Regions from separate parts of the Mus musculus genome. Here region 2 is linked to region 1. The links are chromatin contacts, called in public HiChIP or PLAC-seq maps. All regions are on one chromosome and are shown on one strand. Each heading gives the region's core, a stretch centred on a gene start, on an enhancer-like site or on the middle of the called end of the contact. The rest is flanking DNA. Distances are from core to core; before and after follow the strand shown. Region 1 has its middle 28 kb from the start of Rbmxl2. Region 2 holds the start of Cyb5r2 (cytochrome b5 reductase 2).

Evidence for each region. HiChIP or PLAC-seq counts read pairs in DNA pulled down with a chosen protein or histone mark.
Region 2: an H3K27ac HiChIP or PLAC-seq map of embryonic stem cells shows a contact between it and region 1, with 4 times the contacts expected there. The contact joins the promoter of Cyb5r2 here to the enhancer-like site in region 1. A contact is called at or near these places in 7 of 39 promoter capture datasets (the 3T3-L1 cell line, the C10 cell line, cranial neural crest and 4 more), 1 of 484 Hi-C or Micro-C datasets (nephron progenitors) and 6 of 115 datasets of contacts at active chromatin or transcription factors (all in embryonic stem cells).

What each region holds. Positions count from the first base shown.
Region 1 is chr7:107,235,921-107,238,620 of GRCm38.p6, reverse strand. No RefSeq gene overlaps it. Among named protein-coding and RNA genes, the nearest start is that of Rbmxl2, 28 kb to the right of the region's middle. Within about 2 kb of position 1,445, at least 15 of the 459 cell types and tissues checked have an H3K27ac peak or open chromatin away from gene starts, as enhancers often do. A contact at or near this core is called in embryonic stem cells, where this site is marked.
Region 2 is chr7:107,756,749-107,759,448 of GRCm38.p6, reverse strand. It overlaps Cyb5r2 (cytochrome b5 reductase 2), which reads left to right and starts at 1,417. Exons shown (of 9, transcript NM_177216.4): 1 at 1,417-1,491; 2 at 2,138-2,264; 3 at 2,466-2,538. The coding sequence starts at 2,187.

The DNA.
Region 1 (2,700 bases), core at 196-2,695:
TGACTTGCTCTGGTTCATGCTCAGGTAGCTTTCTTAAGCAGCTTAGGCCCATGAGTCTATGTATGAATGGTGCTACCCACAACAGGCTGTGTCCTCCCATATCATTGACTAATCATGATAATCTTTCATAGACATGACCATAGGATAATTTGATCAGGGTAATTCCTTAATGGACATTGTTTCTTCACAAGTATTTCTAATTTATTTCAATGAAGTTGATAATACAAACTAGCCTGTAAGAGCAGAATAAAGAGATGAATCTATGATCCAAACCCCCAAATCTCACAGCTATTGTCCACCAGATAGTTAATATGGGCTGTGTCTCCAGGTTTGGAACCTTCTTGTTTAAATCTAAACCTATCCTCAATTTCTGGCCTGGGTTCTGGGATTCTTCAAGCTTCCAAAGGGATTGTCTTATATTTGTCTCCTATGTATCCTCAGTGTCTGTATGCTGTTAGGAACAGGTCAGTACTTAATAAATAAGTGCTGAGTGACTGAACTTTAAATATAAGTATGTTTGCAATGTCTGGAGTTGCATACTCTAACAACGGTGGAATTTAAGTCCATGGCTGGGGCTCTGTGACGGCTACCCTCACAGTATACTTTTGCTCTCTTTTTAGGCTCTTTGCAACATACTGCAGTCTAGGATTTAGCTGGGAAGAGAAGACTGTGCTGAATGAGGATGACAAGGTCTCCTCTGTGCTCTAGAGAGCCGCAGAGCATGGCTCAAGCTCTCACCCTTTCTGGCCTATCACCGGGAATAAAGCATCCCACCCTTTTTACCTACAGCATGTTACAATTACTTGAATGTAACTTTTATGGATAAACCGTTTACTTTTGTTTTTTCTGTTTCTGTCTCGTAAGTCCCTCCTTAAGGGCAGACTGGTTTCAACTTCTTTCATCATTAAGTTGTTCTTTAATATCTGAGCTGATCAGATAGCTCCCTCTACAGTCATCCTGGCATCTTTCTTTCTTTTTTTTCTTCCTTTCCTTTCTCCTGTAGTAGTATATTTTGTGAACAATAATTTCTAATACTTTTAAAGTCAACTTTCCAATTAGCAGAAGTGTTATCATCCTGTTTTTTTGTCTTTCCATAATCTACCACATTATAAGAACTTATGACATGATATTTGCAAATCTAATATAGTCTTTTCAACTTTTTCTAAACGTTCATATCACTAAAAATTTCCCTTATTGGTAAAAATTGGTTTCTGTATTAATCAGATTTATGGAAAGGAGCAACTAACAGAATATATGTACATATACATGATATGGAAATTTGCGTATATTATGAACAGACTCATACACATAAATTAAAGCACAACATACACATATGGGGGGAGGGAGAGAGAGAGAGAAAGAGAGACACTTGTAGACACCTCTCCTTACAAGGTTAGCCAGTTACAAGGTCTGCAGGGGCAGAAGTTCTCTCCGAGCAGAGTTCTTTTGTTCTATCCAGGAATTCAAATTGAGGGGCAGAGACCCATCCACAAAAGGAGACCATACTTTACTCTGCCTACCAATTCAAATGCTAATTTACCCAAAACACCCTCACAAACAAACCCAGAAAAATGTCTGACCCGGTGGTATCTGAACACCAGGAATGCAGATTGGAAGCAGCTGCTGAACGGAGTAAGTACAATGTCAGAAAATCTGTAGAGACAGAATTCTCAAGGTTATAGGTGACTACATTTAAGTTCAAGGACAAGGCCACTGGGTTCTGAAAACAGAATTGTCAGGAACAAGGCCTGACCTTGCTAGTTGAATGTAGATGACAAAGCCAGACATCTGGTTTGGGACCCACTCTAGAACCAAAATATCTTGTAAAACCGATTTCCTCTTCACTATGGTTTCCTTACATAAAAAATGGAAGAGTAGTACTACTTATTTCATAGGTCTGTTGAAAAGCTCAAGTTAATACATGTAAGTTATAATAACATATATGTATATAATAATGTTATATATAACATGCATACCATATATAAAACATATATAAGTATGTATTGCTACTATAACATATATTATATATTTGTTAATATATCAATCTTAGCAAAAAGTAAGCTTTACAATGTACTTGCCATTTTCTAAATTATCTAAATAGAAAACAACGCAGAAGACTATAATTATAGAAATAATTCCTTCCAAGATCACTATATCATAGTAAACCTGACTTCCCTTACAAAATCACTGTATCATAAATCTTTGACTTGAGAAAAACAAAGTCTGATTCTTAGAATAAAAGAGCTCTCTGCCTAGAGTTGGGGAAATGCCTCTGTGGTTAAGAGTACTTGCATGCAGTACTCCCAAGGAGGGCAGAATAGTGTTGGATCCCTTGGAACTCAAATTACAGATGGTTGTGGGCTTCCATATGGGAGCTAGGAATCAAACCTGGGTTCTCTGCAAGAACAACACATGTTCATAACCACTGAGCAATCTCTGAGGTCAAACATTTATTTTGATATAGTGAAGAACACTTTGGGCCAAGGTAGGAGAGATTTAAATGCTCACTATACTGACTTCTTTCCCAAGCCCTGGTAACTGACTACTCCCTCTAGTACACTTCAATAGAGCTATACAAGAGAAGGCTAGGACTAGATCATTCCTAGTTGAGTTCCACTGTGTGATCCACAAAAGGAGGGATCAGTCCTGGGAACTAGGATTTCATAAATATCTGATTGCTTGGAGAATGAAGAAAACTTA
Region 2 (2,700 bases), core at 168-2,667, 520 kb before region 1:
GTTTTTTAAAATTGCTGTTTGAGCTACCAACTTGAATTTCATAATATATATGAAATTTTGCTTGAGATTGGGGCAGAATTTCAAGCAACTTCTGACAAGCCCTAAACATACTTCTGTCTTTTTTCCTATGTATGTACAAAATGTTGAGTTTCAGCATCAACAATTATATATATATTTAAAAAAATCTATGAACTCTGAAAAACATTGAAGATTCCTCAACTACCTTGTGTGGAATCAAATATTCAGCCAAGATTTAGTTCTTCTTGTAAAAGTAAGGAGTATATTCATCTCATTACTGTGTGAATTGATTTCATCTATAATAATGGGAAACTATTTATATAGCAAAGATTATTTTAAGACTTGGAAAAATGACTCAGCAGTTAAGAGAACTCACTCTTATAGAGAAGTAGAATTTGGCTTCCAGCATCCAGACTGGGTAGCTGACAACTGCCTCTAACTTCAGTTCTGGGGACCTGAGGCTTCCTAGTCCTGCTGTTGGGGGTACATGTCTCTCGTTGGAGCTAATGATTTGATGCAAATACCTTCATGAAATACCATTTTACAATCTGGGCTTTCCCCCTCTCTATACCAGAGACTAAAAACTCAGGGACTCGCACAAGCTAAGGTAACCATGTCCTGTATCTCAGTCCTTTGCTGCTGTTGTTGTTGTTGGGCTGGTGTTTGTGTTTTTTTTGGTTTTTCGAGACAGGGTTTCTCTGTGTAGCCCTGGCTGTCCTGGAACTCACTTTGTAGACCAGGCTGGCCTTGAACTCAGAAATTCGCCTGCCCCTGCCTCCCAAGTGCTGGGATTAAAGGCGTGCGCCACCACGCCCGGCTTGTGTGTTTGCTTTTCAACTTTAAGCTAGTCTTACTAAGTTGCCAAAGTTGACCTTTAACTCACTATGAAATGAGTTTTCCTTTTGCCACTTGCAAGCGTGGAAGAGGAAACCAAGGTTCTGAAATGCATTGTGAAGAATCTTCATAATCTGAACTTCTCATCCTGCCTCTGAGAGTCCGGTCCGGTCTCCCACTAAAGACTGGCTGCAGTCACCCCAATCCTGCAAACACTTGGTCCTGGGAGGCTAGGGTAGCAGCTCAGGAAGCATGTTAAATAAGATATGCAGTCTTCCTCTAGGCTGCAACTCTTCTTCAGTTTGCATTGTAAACAAGTTTACAGCAACCCCTTCCTTCATCTTGCCAGGCTCTTAACAAGCTGGGGAGGCTGAATTTTCCTCAAGGCTGCTGACATGCGCAGGAAAGTCAAGAAGCAGAGGGATCCCTGCATAGGGATCTTGGAGATAAGCCCCATTCCCACCCGGCCAGCTGCAGAAGCGCCAGGCTAGTCCTGTGCCAGAGTCATGTGACACAGAAGCTCGAATCCGTCGCTATGGGGCAGGAGTCAGCTCCTCAGCGGCCACTGCCGGATGTTTCATCATCCCCACCATCAAAGGCACTGTTCATCTCGAGGATAAGTCAGGCATCTCGCTCCAGGTGAGTTCTGCCGGGAAAGCGCGGGGCAGGAAGGAACCCGGGGCTAGGCGAACAGCCGCAGGCGGTGGCCGAGGCAGGATTCACGGGCGGTTTCCCAGCTGGTTGGGACAGTGGGCCTCAGGGCTAAGCTGCAGACTTTTCTGCAACAGGTTGGGATGAGAACAAACTGGCCTAGTGAGGGAGGAGCTGGGTGGAGTTGAGGGCTATTATAGGGAGGTTGGCCACGCCTCTTACAGGTATATGTTTGCCTCAGTTACTCATAGGAAGGTGCTAGTGAGTCCCCAAGCCACTCACTGCTCCACTGCTCCAGCGGAATCCGAAGTGAGTGTGGCAAGTCTCTAGAGAGGTGAGCTCTGTCCCCAGCCTTGCTGTTAGCTGGTAAGGATCCCACAGTCATTCCCCCCAGGATGGAGGCAGATGACCAATGAGGGCCTGGAGACACTAGCACTCTGGGATAGGTGTCAAGCCTGGTCCAGGGGTCTTCTTGGACCTGCAGCTAACCTCTGCACGCTGGTCCCAGAGAGAGCCTTCTGTATTAATACCTTTCTCTCTGCTAGTCCTGTAAGACATAAGATCAGCCAGGCTTAGAGCTGCCTAGCCCAGCATGGGTGAAATCTGAGGTCTGTCTTCACACTGTATCTGCCAGGACCAAACCTGTCACCGGGGCCACTGCGATTCTCATAGCCCTGAAGAAAATGAGTGTCAAGAAGAAAGATCTTATCACCTTACAGGACCCTGAAGCCAAGTACCCGCTGCCCTTGATTGAGAAGGAGGTAGTGGGTCACCTAAACCTCCCTCTGGTTAGGTGAAAGGGGAGGGTGGGGGTGGGGGAGAATGCTAGCTGGGGATATGAGGTGATCAGTCACCTCAGGACCAAATGGAGCACCTTTCTAAAGATCTGGACCACAAAGCAAAACTCCTAGAGAGTCAACAGAACCTGCCTACCTCTTTCTTCTTCTTCTTTTTCTAACCAGCAAATCAGTCACAACACCAGAAGGTTCCGCTTTGGGCTGCCCTCACCAGACCATGTCCTGGGGCTTCCTGTCGGTGAGCAGTGCTTGGTGACATGTCCAAGTCTGAGTGTTTGAGTACTTGGCTCCTATTAGCAATGGATTCCCATTCTTGTGGGATATGGAGGGTACACTGATATAACCCTGGACCACATGAATGGAGGGAATAGGCAGCTGGACTTGAGGACAGTGTCCCCAT